Linked DNA regions of Mus musculus: region 2 is linked to region 1. The links are chromatin contacts, called in public ChIA-PET maps. All regions are on one chromosome and are shown on one strand. The core of a region is the stretch at or near the end of the contact, and the rest is flanking DNA. Distances in the headings are between cores, read along the strand shown.

Evidence for each region. ChIA-PET counts read pairs in DNA pulled down with a chosen protein or histone mark.
Region 2: an RNA polymerase II ChIA-PET map of effector CD8 T cells shows a contact between it and region 1, with 5 read pairs. The contact joins the enhancer-like site here to the promoter of Rab2a in region 1. A contact is called at or near these places in 5 of 39 promoter capture datasets (the 3T3-L1 cell line, the C10 cell line, frontonasal cranial neural crest and 2 more), 3 of 115 datasets of contacts at active chromatin or transcription factors (bone marrow-derived macrophages, effector CD8 T cells and embryonic basal ganglia) and 1 of 9 other capture datasets (liver).

What each region holds. Positions count from the first base shown.
Region 1 is chr4:8,531,945-8,539,258 of GRCm38.p6, reverse strand. It overlaps Rab2a (RAB2A, member RAS oncogene family), which reads right to left and starts at 3,615. Exons shown (of 8, transcript NM_021518.3): 1 at 3,351-3,615. The coding sequence starts at 3,396.
Region 2 is chr4:9,062,946-9,070,259 of GRCm38.p6, reverse strand. No RefSeq gene overlaps it. Among named protein-coding and RNA genes, the nearest start is that of Gm50597, 55 kb to the left of the region's middle. Within about 2 kb of position 3,814, at least 56 of the 459 cell types and tissues checked have an H3K27ac peak or open chromatin away from gene starts, as enhancers often do. A contact at or near this core is called in effector CD8 T cells, where this site is marked.

The DNA.
Region 1 (7,314 bases), core at 2,366-4,865:
GGCAGCTCTGTCAGATCCCCAGGTGTCAACAGTTTTACATGTGAACCAGTTGCACCAAAACAATTTTCACCAAATAAATAAGACCTTGCATTTTGGGGTGCATGAGCTGTAATTTTGCTCTGCAATTGTCTGACCTATGGTACATCCATCAAACCCTGATATCAAAGCAGGAGTGTGAAGACAAGTAAGGAACTCTGAGAAGGAGTTTCTCAGACTGGGAGCTTATTTATAAATGTATTAATATTTTGAGGCTTTTTTCTCCCCTACAAGATTCCTTACTTTGGTGCCTTGAGAGACGGCTCAGTGGTTAAGGGCACTTCCTGCCCTGTCAGAAATCATGGAGTTAGCTCCCAACAGCCATACACAGTGGCTCAACTCTAGTTCCAGGTGACCTCATGTGACACCCTCTTCTGGTCTCTGCAGACATCAGGCATGTACATGGTATAAACACACACACACACACACACAATCATCATCATCATTATCACACACATTATATGCAGGCACTCATGCACACACATAAAAATTTTTAAATTTAAGACTTCATAATTTCAACAGTTCAAATAATAAAATCTCGGACAAAGAGGATTATTTGTGATTAGTTCTCAAGCCTCTAAGCTAGGTCACCTACTCTGTGCTCTTATTTAATTTCAGTTCAAATGTCACCTCCCTAGTAAGAACCTCCCTTCAAGGCACACAAACGTTTCAGCCAACAGTGAGAAGAAAAGCCTTCCTAATAACAAGGATCATTTAAAATGCTGGTGGAGTGAGAAGACAGTGGAGGAACAGAGAATGGGGAATGGGGCAAGAAAGACCACTCTACTCCAGCAGGGAAGGAAAGGCAGGTTTACCACAATCTAGGCAAAAGAAAAAAGGGCATTTTAACTGCGAGTAAACACAATTGGCTTGTGAATGTGTGTATCTGATGAGGGACAGGAGGACTGATTATGAAGTTAAAAACTGACAGACATGTTAGGTTCCTGAAATAGGCTTTTTCTGTTAATAATTATGCGCTTATATTACTAGACTAGGCTTGTTCAAAGCAGAAACACTTTCCACTTTATAAATCACATTATGCCTGCTAGTGTACTCTCTATGAAATAAAATGATAGCCCTTTTCAAGCAAAAGCACTAAGCAAAAAACTAGTAGATTTGGGATTAAACTTTGAAATGATTAATGTGTGTAGTAGAAATACAGTCCATTCGGCTCCTGATTAATTAACTACATGAGACCTACCTTTGACTGGGTCCATCCTAAAGCATACAGAACACCTTTTCTACCCCCAAGAACTACGTAAGCAAATGCAGATGCCTACACAAATACCTATAAAATAAGTCTGGAATAAACACCAGGAAAACTATATAAATTGAGAAATATAATCCAGAAAATAAGCAGTTACTTCTAACCAAGGTACCAGGTGAATACTGGCATATATAAGAGGTCAAGATATGTTGATTCTGCAGGCATTATGGAAGGCCGGGGCAAGGCTTTAATTAAAAGATTAACAACATTTCTTAGGGAATGATAATGGCAGAAGGCAGGCCAAACAGAGGGAGGAGGAGGGAGCAAGGAAGCCTCAGAAGCCAGCTATTGGGCTCACAGGCAACAGCAAGGTGATGCAGTAGGAAAGAATGCTACAAGAGCAGGAGGTACTTTAGTTCACTGAGGACCAAACTAAAGCAAGAGCTTGACAGAGTAGTTCAGATGAAACTGAGGCTAAGCTATACTAGTTGAACTGGAGTGTGGACCAAGTGCTATCTACAGCCCAGTGAGCAGTCAAAGGCCAGAACTAGGTCACACCAGAATGCCAAGAAAGGAGTGTCTTCCCTTCAAACCACAGGGACTGTTTACGGATGGGGACCATTTCCTGAGAACAGAGCGTCAGCTAGTTAGTATCTGTCCTCCCAGTATTCCCTGCACATTACTAAATACTAATAAAAACACGATACCCTGCAAATACTCAATCTAAATTGTGCTGCTGCTGGGACAACCAAGTGGTCAGTTATTCCTGTTTCACACACCCAGGCACACTGTAGTTAGTCTGACATCTCCAATTTTACTTGTTTTTTTTTTTTTTTTTTTTTAAAATAACTCAGTGCTTTTATTTTAGATACCACTTTTCCAGTTTACAAAATATGGCTTTATCCAGTACCTTGCATAGAAAACCATCCAGTTTCCTTACACACACACACACACACACACACACACACGGCTGAAAAACTGTATTAACTGCAGGAAGTTTGTGTTAGGTAGCAATCAACATACTTCCAGAGTTACTTATAGAACCTGCTACATCATAGGGCAACCTCAAGATGCTTCTACATTTACAAAGTTGTGTAAGGGGTCCAGGTTGTGCAACACTCACCACTGAAATCAGACTCTAGTGTATTAATAGTTTTAACACCTAAATAAGCTTTACGTTTATTATTAGATTCGAAATATGGCCCAAATCGCAGGTATTCAAAGTATTTCATGAACAGCTTGCTTATTTGCTTCAGAAACTTATGAGGATGCTATTTTTAAGTGGGAACTTTTTTTTCCTTTTTTTTTTTGCTACAAATGTACACGAGGTCACCTGAAAATTAACAGTTGTGATCCTGGACTTGACAAAACCGAAAAAAAAGAAAAAAAAATCAGTAGTAAGTCAGCATACCCACAGTATGCTCACACCCAGCCCACTGACCTGCCTTGCATTACTATCAAGTCAAATAATGCCAGCATACACGTGGCAAAAGTCGCCAGAGCTCAATGGTGCTTTAATGATCCCGAGAAGAATTGCCCTGCCATCGAGTCATGTGATCTCACTTATTCGGACTTGGAGATTGAGGATATTTCCAAAAAAATTTAGGTTTTTTTCTTTTCCTTTTTTAATTTTTTTTTTTCCTCCCCAAAAGGCTGTCCCACTTCAGGGTGCGCCTTGCCAGGGCCTAGACGGAAGCGTGCAGGTCGGGGAGGTGGGACCAGGGAGAAAAATCTGGACCGGGGCCCGTCACGCTCCAATTCGTTCGACTTCCCTCTCTCTCCCCGGGCCGCGGAGACAGTCGAGGCGGGGGCCCCCCGGGGACGGCCGTGCTGCTGTCACACTCTCCGGGAAGTGGCAAACGGCTGCCGCGGGCCTGGCTGCAGCGGGCCCGGGCGGAGCAGGGAAGGAAGGCCCAGGCAGGCCGCGGCCGCTCGCAGCGCCCACGTCACCAGCGCCAGCACTGCGGAAATGGAGCGGCGGCCAGGGGACCGAGGGAGGATGGGAGGAAGGGAGGCGCTGCGCCCCCGACCCGCGCCGCTCGGCGCCGCCGCCGCCGTTTGCCCCGCCTGCCCGCCCCGGTCGCCCCCGGCCCGCCGCCGGCCTCACCTGTGTCGCCGATGATGATGTACTTGAAGAGATAGGCGTACGCCATGGCCGCGGCCGCTCCGTGCCAGGCTCACGGCTCCTCCTCCCGCTGTGCGCCTCCTCCGCGCCCTCACCGGCGCCGCTCGGCCGCGAACCCGGGCCCCGCCCGCCGTCGGTCGCCGTCAGAGCCAGCAGCAAAGGCCGAGGGGCAGCGGGACGAACTGACAGCGCCGAGCGCGGAGCACAGCGGCCCAGCCCTTCGGAACAATAACAGCCGCGGCGCCTCCGCCCCGCCTCCGCGCCGACCCGGAAGTGCTGCCGCCGCCTGCGCCGCCGGAGGAGAGGGGAGGAGCCGCGGCCGCGCCCTCCGGTCGGAGTCCCGCCTACCCCGGAGCCCCGCCTACCAGGCCGGGGCTCGGGGAGTCGCGAGGAAACGGAGCCTGCTAGGTTCAGTCGCCGCCCTCTCTCTCTCTCTGTGTGTGTGTGTGTGTGTGTGTGTGTGTGTGTGTGTGTGTGTGTGTGTGTGTAATCGTGGTATGTCCCTATAATGCTGTTATGTCGCTCTTAAAAAGATGTAAAAAAAAACCCAACTGTATAAATATTGAAGTAAATATACATTTGCATGCTGTTTATCAGACCAGGATTCTAAGTGCAATGTTGTGTATAGGTGTAATGTGTACAATATATGGCTTAATCATGTTTTGTGTATGTATTGTACGAAAAACTGAAATAAATACAGAAGCAACATGAAAGGAAATACCTGGTATGACATGATGGAATTAGTAAAAAACATATGTGTGTGCATGCAGTTTGAAGGTACTTTTGCCTTTGAATATATTCTGTATATATTGCCAGTGCTGCCAACTAGAGGCAAACCCAGTTCTTTAAAAGCCCAGATTTTAAAGAAGGTGGAGGACAGAGTTAGTTTACTATCTGAAACAGTTTTCTAGAGAGCCCACTTACAAGAAAGTGACTATCAAAAGGACAAAGGTTACTACAAGTAAGCCATGCATTTATAATCTCAGCACTTGGGAGATAGAGGCAGGAGGATCAGGAATTCTGGGTCATTCTTTACAACACTGAGGGGTCAAGCATGAGACCCTATCTAAAAAAAAGTGTGTCCCCAAAATGTACAGATAAAAGCACTTGCCATGCAAGCCTGTCTTGAGTTCATTCTCTGGAAACCACAATAGAAGGAGAAACACACACACAAAGTGAGAGAGACAGAGAAACAGAGAGAATATAGCAGAATGATGTTCGTGGATCTGTTCAGGAAATTTAAGAGTTGTGTAAGGAAGCTGATTTAATGCTTCCATCTCTCTTCTGTTGCTGGAGGAGGAATGAGTGGGCTTTTGTGGCTTTCGTGGCCAGCCTCCTGCTGACTGTCATCCCTTCCCTTGGGAATCAACCATTCTGTGATTATAGTTGATGGTACCATGCTAGGATGACTGAAGTTGGTTGCTACTTCATTTGCACAACTGACAAGCAGGACCTCACTAGGTTTTTCTTCATTACTAGGGAGGTGGTTTGCTAAAGGCTCAGGAACTTGATGTGAAAAGCAACTGAAAAAAATGGGGTTCACTGGTCTTTGGGACCTTCCCCGGGTGCTTCAGGCTTGAGGCTGTTTTGCCTAAGGGACTTCACTCAAGTCATCTTTTCTGGGTGTCTGTTCAGAAACTCGGGTCCTTACTCTCAGAGTGTGGTCTTTACTATCTCAGCTCCCGAAGGACAACTCTGTAGACTGTAGGAGCCTAGCCTCCTTTGTAATCAAGAACAGTCCCTAGAGCAGACAGCTAGCCAGAGAAGTTGTGGCAGGCCATGCAAGGCCTTGTGTGCTGAGATATACACATATAGAACTCTATACAGGAGACACAGGGAAATTATGAAGGGAAAGAGGTACACAGAAAAAACCTCACAGCCATATATACACAGTGCTAGAGGCAATGTGGTGGTATAAAGAGCTTAGGAAACCTGGCTTCTGGTCTTGACTCTGTCCTGATTGGATGGTTGTGACAAATTGTTCTTGCCTTTCAGTGTATGGATCTGTACAAGGCTGAAGTTGGTCATTTAGGAGGGCTGCTTTACATTGGAATGTGCTTGGCTGTTTGTCTGTCCAATCTCCAGATGTAAATGTACCAGTTAAGGTAGTAATCCTACCCCCCCCCCCCACCGTGAAGATACCAGGGCTATACAGGTGTCCCAGGTTCGTGTTCCTGTACGGGGCTGCTCTCTTTTAGTGCGCAAAGATTGCAGAGGCCACTGCACCACAGCAGTACGATCAAGTGTGAGTGGGGACCTGATTTTCTTTATTTCTGAGTTTTTTGCTAGATTGTTGTGTACATCCAAGAGAGTGGGCATGTGTGTGCTATGGCCCTCTACCAGGCCAGCGTACAACTTCTTGGAATTGGACTCTCCCAAAACACTTGGGTCCCAGGGGTCAAATGCAGATTGCCAAGCCTGGTAGCAGGTGTCTATCTGCTGAGCGGTCTCACCAGTCCAAGCACTTGATTTTCATATCTTCCTCTGAGCCTCAGATGAGGGTGGTAGGTGCTTTGCAGATTCAGTGTATTGGCTGGAGATAAGGCTCAGTAGAAGGCTTACTGTGCAAGCATGAGGGCTTAAGTGTGGATGCCCATCACTGGAGAGGTGGACACAGGCGGATCTTACAGATCAGGGAGTACAGACAGCTGAATTAGTAAGCTCCAGATTCACGGAGAGACCGTGCCTCAAAACCCTAGGTAAAGAGCCAGTGAGGAAGATAGCCAGTGCTGATCTCTGACTCCTGACGCAGATGCACACGCGCTGGGACACACATGCACGTGCGGACACACGAAACACAAACTGAAAAGTAAGAAACAACATATAGAAGAAAAAAATTAAATATTGTAAACATTATAAAAAAATAAAGCTGAAGGTTGCTGCTCAGTATTGCAGTACTGTCCCCGGAAGGACTAAAGCCCCGAGGTTCCATCCCAAGCAAAGTAAGGATTTTAAAGATTTATGTTACTATTTTTATTTATATGTATGTGTGTGTCTATATATCATGTGTTTGAGGGCTCATAGGAGCTGAAGTTTCAGAATGCCGTGAGCTTCCTGATGCGGGACATGGAAGCCAAACTTGAGTCCTCTCTGGAAAACCAGCAAGATTTCATAACTGCTGAGCCTCGGTTTTTAAAAATAAAGATATAAAATTCTTAAGTACTGCATACTCTCTAAAAATTACTTTAGGGAAATAAAAGTCTAACCACTGTATCAGTTCATGTTTAAAGCCAGCCCCGGAGCTGCTCAGGGGGTACCCATCTGTAGTTCCAGCACACTGACTGGGGAGCAAGCATGGATTGGAGGCCAGTGTGAGCGACACAGCAAGACCCCAGGCTCAAAGCGGGAGGCAGCCTTCCTTTTACGTTTCTCTTTTCTGACATTTATAACACTTTGTTTTATTTTCTCCAATCATATATGTTACCTTAAATTTTCTTGTAGTGGGGATATAAATACATGTCATTTAAGACATTTTATTTAGCCGCTAAAAGCCAAATGTATTTTTTCAATTAAAATCCCCAGACTAAGTGTTAGTAGACCTTCTGGAATTTTCCATTGGTTTTGATTTTCAGCTACTTCTGTGCTCTTAGGAATGAGCCCCAGTCATCTCTTCTCTCAGTTTTACACCATATCTGGTGGCTTGATGGTTGGAAACTGTGAGATTTAAGGACTATTATGACTATGTTTTTTTTAAATAACTCCTTGTTCAAGTTCTCTTTAACATTTAAAAATATAATGCTATGTTAGAATTTTGTATTTAGGGTCCCAACCCAAAATTTTCCTCTGATTTTGAATACCCTCAGGATGCTGAGAAAGGAGGGAGGAATGTAGACTAGGAAGAAATATGGAAGACTATAATTTTTTTCTTACCCTGTCTTCTAAAATGCTATGAAAACACAGTGTACATATTTGCACTTGTACAGTTTTATGGGAGGCATTCTTTCAG
Region 2 (7,314 bases), core at 2,565-5,064, 530 kb before region 1:
GCTTTTTTCAAAGTTCAAGCCTCTCTAAAACATCCAATGTCTCTCCAAAATGCTGGAGCCTCTCAACTCTGGGCTCTTGTAAAAGCAAAACTACTTTAAATACTTTCTTATTCTGAGAAGGAAGAATCAGGGCACAGTCATAATCAGACCAAAGAAAAACTGAAGTCCAATAGTGTAAAGGTCTGTGTTATAGTTCTAGGAGTCATGACCTTCTAGGTTTGAAAGACCTTGTCACAGTACACATAAGCACGTTCCATAGGGTCAAGCTGTCTCCACACTGTTCTTGATGGTGATTGTCATCTCATAGTGCTGATTTCCAACATAGCAGGATCCCCACCACTAAGGCTACACCCTCACCAATGGCCTGGGCTTCCTTTAAAAACTCTGATCTTACCACATGGTGTCAAGCCTCAACTTCTGTGCATGACTCCTTCAGACCTGGACCTTGTGCTGCAACTGAAGGTATATATTCTTCAGCAATGGCTTTTCACAGCCTTTCACAGTACCAAGCCTTAGTTGCTCTCCGTGACCCTGCCATGCCTTCAAAATACCATTTGGGTGATTCTTATACACTATCAACTTTAGCTGCCAGCACCAGGTATAGCCTTAGCCCCTTCTAGATCACAGCTTCTGAATGCTGACCTAGAGTAAACAGTGCTCAGAAGATTTGGCCTCAATGATGTTCCTGTCTGTTTGTTTGTTTGAAGCAAGGTTTCTCTCTGTAGACCTAGCTCTCCTGGAACTTGATTTGTTGACCAGGTTGGTCTTAAAGTCCTGCCTCTGCTTCCCAAGTGCTGTGTGTGCCCCCACGCCCAGCTTGATCTTTTCTGAATCACAACTGATTCTTAATCCCCTGATGATCACTATTAATTGTTCCGGCAAAACAAAGGTTTTACTTTAGAGGTTCTGGCCTCTCATTACTCAGACAATTCTTAAACTCCAGCTGACCAGAATCATATATTCTTAAAGCACACAAATGGCCCTTTAGAGTCTTTGCTTCCCTCTGAAACTTCACAAGCCACCACCTTCACCAATTCTGCCACTCTTGTCTTCCCCACAGAACAGCCCACTGATCTCTGATCACCCGATAGCTTTTTTAGCTCAAATTTCCAAACTTCACAACCCTCCCAATACCACCCGGGCAGGTCTGTAATGGCAATAGTCCACTCTCTGAATGCTCAGAACCAAACGTGGGTCCTCTGCATGAGAGGAACATGCTCTTAATCACCATCTCTCTCTACCTCTATACTTTCTTGCCACAGCTTCTTAGCTTGCTAAGAAGTATTTTAATACATTTGGTTCATGAGATTAAAATTAATAGGAACAACATAATAACAAAATCAGTGATATAGTATCATTACCATTAATAAACAGAATTGCAACCACATCTGTCCCTTTGTCCCAGCCCTCTTGTGTTTAGTCATTCCATTCCCCACTATGGATTAGCTGGGTTAAACACTTTTTTCTCTTCAAACACAATTGGAATAGCATTTTTCTTTTCTTCTTTTCTTTTCTTTTCCTTTCTTTTTCCTCCTTCTCCTCTTCTTCCTCTCCTCCTCCTCCTCTTCCTTCTCATCTTCCTCCTTTACCTCCTCCTCCTCTTTCTCTTTCTCGTTCTCCTCCTCCTCCTTCTTCTTCCTCTTCCTTCTCCTCCTTCTCTTCCTCTTCCTCCTCCTCTTCCTCTTCCTCCTCTTCCTCCTCCTCTTTTCCTCCTCCTCCTCCTCTTCTCCTCTTCTTTTTCCTCCTCTTCCTCCTCCTCTTCTCCTCCTCCTCCTCCTCCTTCTTCCTGTATCTCTGCCTGACATGCCAGTCTCTCGGGTGTGTGCTCAGCTCACACAGGCCAGTCCTTGGGATGAATGGTCAACACACAGCAGCCATCTGAGACACCTTCTCATGGACCTTAGCTCAGCCTGCTCCAGGGACTTCAACACCTACTTTGCCTTGCCTCAGTCAGGGAAATGACTGCTCTCTCTATCTTGCTTCCTTACTTTCCCTTACTTAGCTTGATACCATGGACAATATAACATTTAGCACACTATTTATAGGTATGTCTTCCTGTGCTTTACTGGGGTGAACAGCGGAAAGCCTTTGTCTTATTTGTGTAGTAAGGATTTTAAGACCTCTGGTTCTAACTGTGTGAGTGTGAGTCACATGTCTAAACATTTTTGGGTCTAGGTTTCACCCTTGAAACAATGGGACTAAGAATAATCTCTGTGTCATAGACGAGGAATGAGGAGCAAATGAAGTCATAGACTTAGCAGGGAGTCTGATACACAATAAACAGTGAGATGTGTTCAGAAAGGAAGTATGCCAGAACAATTCTTCACTGGTTCAAAGGTTGAACATTTGGATCAAAACTTTGAAGTAGTAATAAGTGACCTGGTCACAAACATTGATTTAGAAGGACAAATGGACAAAGAACATGACCAGATGCAAGGATATGATAAGTCACTTCTTTAGGTCTGGGGATCAAAATGCCATTAAAATACTATTAGTCTTCCTGAGTTTCAAGGTTTTCTCTTTCTTTCTTTCTTTCTTTCTTTCTTTCTTTCTTTCTTTCTTTCTTTCTTTCTTTCTTTCTTTCTTTCTTTCGTTCAGCTTTCTTTTTTTCTTTCTCTCTTTCTTTCTTCCTTCCTTCCTTCCTTTCTTCCTTTCTTCCTTTCTTTCTTTCTTCTTTCGTGTGTGTGTGTGTGTGTGTGTGTGTGTGTGTGTGTGTGCTATGTGCATGCTGTGACTTTATGCACTGGTGCCTCACTCAGTGGGAAGCTCACTGTTTCTGCTAGACTGGCTCACCACTGAGTACCTGGTACACACATGTCTCCATCATCTTTAATTGAGAGGTTACTAGCATGTTCTAGATTTTCATGGTCAGAGTCCTCCTAGTTGTCATGGAGTGGCATTAAACTGTCTCCACACCTAGCCCCAGGGGAATGCTTGTAACCCAGGTCTCAGTCATCCTCATAAACCATAAAGAACAGAGGCCACAACAGTGAGACTCGGGAACATTCTCTACTACATGATCTAAGAAGAGGCAACTGAGACTAAACATAAGACAATGCCCTGGTTCTCCGGAGGCTCTTTTGGTGCACATAAGATTTCATGCTGAAGTCAACACAATCGAAGGCTTTGACACAACACAAAAATGACCAGGTGGTACTGATATGCAGAGCCTGAATGGTGGTGTGCCAGAGCTAACCTACTCCTCTCAGCTTCTGTGAGTCAATAAATCCTTTTTGTGACTAAGCCAGTTTGGGTTGGGTTTTTTTTTTCCCCCTGTGTTTGCAACTAAATAATCCCAACAGACATCCATCAAAGTACCCTTCCCCAATGGGAGCCTCACACTTTGATTCTGTAAAAAAGATAACTGGTTTCTTTAGCCAGCTCCACTGTGAACGAACCAGGCATGTTAGAGAGTACTGTGTGGGTAAGGGATGCTATCTTTCCTTTGGGGGTGCCTGCGGTTCACATTTCTGAATGGGCCAGAAACGCCTATAAATTTCACCTGTTGACATATTTTCTTTGCAAGCATTTGTACTACTTCAAGGGAAGGAACCGGAAAGAGAGGTGGAGAAGGGAAGGCATGAGACAGAATATTAGTGACTATGCAGGAAGCAATATAGGTGGTGGCCTTTTAGCAAAGGCCTGGCATGTGGGCACATGTGGTGTGACTTCTCAGTAGAGGAACTAATCTGGCAGCGTTATCTGATCTGGAACGGAAAGAAAAAAAAGAAGCCTTCTCTCTTCTGTGCCCTTGTTTGCTGTGACTGAAAGTGTTTTGGTGTGAGGATGGCACTGGAGTGTTCACAATTGAGCCCTGACGACAGGCTGGGCTCAGTGGGAAATTGGAGTGTTTTCCAGTTGCCAACAGTCAGTTCATGAAAGTGGCCTTTTGTTTCGTGAAATCCAGGGCAGGCTTTTGACTGAAAACTCAAGTGAAGCATGCTGAAGCTTCAAGCTGAAGAGGTAGGGAGTTTCTCAAGCCTTTCTGAGCCATAGAGATTCCCTTGCCATCACGTCCAGGCAGAGGAGGCTGTAGAAGCAGACTTGAACAGGGTCTGTGGACCTGAGAGTTTACTAATCAACTGGTTCAAAGATTGCCTCCTGCTATTACCTGGCTTTGAGCCCTTGGATACAAGAGTTGATCTCTTTGAATTCGTGCCCTCATCTGTACATCTGTTCTTGATATTAGTAATTAGTCACATTATACTGACTAGTAGAACCCATGGTACATAACAACAAATCAAATCAGATAGTTCCCTGACACATGATTTACTTCGTACAGCTTTGGTGACCCACAGTCAACAGCAGTCAGGGAAGATTCTATAGAGATTTCAGGAACACACAGCTCCTAAGATGAATGGCACATTGTTCTGAGAAGGAGGGGGTAGCCCACAGTGCCCTGCTCCTTTCTGCTCAAGCCTGAGTCCACCCTCTGTATAGCATGTGTACACTCTATGCTCTCTGAGTCCCTTAGTCTCCCATGAGACATCTCAGCCTTCAGATAGACTACAATGATATTGAAATTCTCAAATTTAAGTAACCTTTATTTTTCTTACAAATGACCCCAATGTAAAAAAGTTCTGATGCTGGCAACTTAAGCATAGCATGCTTTTATCGTTATTCAGCCTTCCTCTGAATTTTGTAGCTAGTCTCCAACTGTGGCTGGTGTAACTTCATCTTACATGCATGCACGTGTGGCACATATATACATGTTTGCATGTGTGTGTATGTGTGTGAGAATGAGTGTGGCTCAATATGATCATCAGACATGCATGGGGTCTTGGGTTGTGTTACACATGGATACACAGACCTGCTGATGCAAATTAACAGTGACAGAATGTCACTCACCTGTGGAGATATATGCCAACCCACTTGGGAGACTAAGGGACTCAGAAGGCATAGAGTGTACACATGCTGTACAGAGAGAGAGTGGACTCATGCCTGAGCAGAAAGGAGCAGTGCACTATGGGCTACCCCCTCCTTCTCAGAACAGTGTGTAATTTCATCTTAGGATCAGTGTGTTCCTAAAATCTCCATAGAATCTTCCCTGACTGCTGTTGACTGTGGGTCACCAAAGCTGTAGGAAGTGAAACGTGTGTCAGGGAACTATCTGATTTGATTTGTTATGGACCATGGAGTCTACTAATATAATTTAACTAATTTACTAATGTCACGAACAGATGTACAGATGAAGACATGAGTTCAAAGAAATCATGGCTACGAGGGTGAAGTATTCCTAAACATGGTAACTTTGTTCTTATTTGGCAGGATCAAAAGACAACATTTTATATTGCTGGGATTTTGTGCATAATATCAAAAAGAAAAAATATCAATTCAGAGTCTAACTTCTGTATTTCATCAAATTTTGTTCTATCCAGTAAAATTCTAAGCTGTTCAACAACCACCTTTTTATCAGACTAGGTGATTGTTAACTAAACCCTAAGACTTTCACTGGACCACCATTTTCTCAAGGAGCTAGTTTAGTTCTTAGTCCTTAGCAAGGTTTAGTTCTTAATCCTCTTTGTATTTCAACCATAGAGCACAAAACTCATACCCAAAGTATGCTTTATAAATCACCCAACACTCAGTAATGGGAAAACAATTAGGAACTGTAGATGAAAAATCTGAATGCATACCAAGAAAGAAAGAGAAGTAGTATACACAAGAGAAAAGATGCTTATCCCAGGAAAACAAGAATATTTATGCTAATAAGGTGACATTATTGATCACTATCCATTAGGGGGATCCAACATATATAGCACATCTATTATAACTGTAAAAGATGTGGTTGGGTCCTAAGAAGACCCAAGTTCCATTTCCAGCACCCACATGGTGGCTCATAAGCATTCTTCTGTAACTACAGTTCCATAGGATCCAATATGTTCCTCAGTTCTCTGTAGGCATCAGCCATGTGTGTGGTGTATATACATGCATGTAGGCAAAACACTAAAATACAGAAAATGAAAATAAATCTTTAAAAACTAGAACTGTAAAAATTACCAAGTGTTGGTGATATTACAGAGGAACCAGAACTGTCTCATACCCATAGTGTATGATCCTAAAAAGCTATGACATGTGAAGAACAAGTCACGATTTCCTGAAAGCTTGAGTGTTTAGCTACCCACTGATGCAGGCTTCCCATCTCTGGATATTTTCCTAACAACAACAAAGAAGAAGAAGAAGAAGAAGAAGAAGAAGAAGAAGAAGAAGAAGAAGAAGAAGAAGAAGAAGAAGAAGAAGAAAGAAGAAGAAGAAGAAGAAGAAGAAGAAGAAGAAGAAGAAGAAGAAAGGAGAAGGAGAAGGGAGAGGGGAGAGGGGAGAGGGGAGAAGAAGAAGAAGAAGAAGAAGAAGAAGAAGAAGAAGAAGAAGAAGAAGAAGAAGAAGAAGAAGAAGAAGAAGAAGAAGAAGAAAGGAGAAGGAGAAGAAGAAGAAGAAGAAGAAGAAGAAGAAGAAGAAGAAGAAGAAGAAGAAGAAGGAAAGAAAGAAAGAAAGAAAGAAGGAAAGAAAGAAAGAAAGAAAGAAAGAAAGAAAGAAAGAAAGAAAGAAAGAAAGAAAGAAAGGAGAAATTTGCCTAAGGATTTATGAATGAGTGAGTTTTGTTTGTAGCATTCAAAACCCAGAGATAAAAGTCCACAAAAAGTTGACTGGAAAAGGTGTGTGTGTGTGTGTGTGTGTGTGTGTGTGTGTGTGTGTGTTACAACACTATTCATCCATGAAAATGAATTATCTCTTTAAATATAGAAAATGCCTTGGTGAATCTCAAAATAGACATGGTGAGTTGTAGAAACCAAACTGAAAAATAAAAACGTATATGGTGTTTAAATCCATGACCATCAACTCCAAGGCCATCAACTCCATGGCCATCAAATCCTAATGAATGCAAGTGACTATTGCAGAAGGCTGACCAATGGTTGACTGCAGAAGAGGGGACATGGTGGGAAGTGACAGAGGTAGGAAGTTCAAGAGCTCAGGCTAGAAACTTCTTAGACTAACAAGTAAACACACTGTCTTTTCTTTTTTTTTCTTGTTTCTCTCTCTTCTTTTTTATTATTTGTTTACTCATTGTCTTTTGAGATGTGATCCCATGAAGAGGAGGCTGACCTTGAACTTGCTACATAGCCAAGACTAACTTTGAACTCCTGATCCCCCTACCTCTACCCCTGAAGTACTGAGATTACAGGTGTGGGCCACCACGTCCAGCTGGTTTCATTTTCCTGATTGTGTTCCTTGCTTCAAGACTCTGTGAGTATAAGTCACGTTCAGAAGGTCGCTCTTTATTCAAGTCTTCAGTTTATTTTATATAAATAAACTACC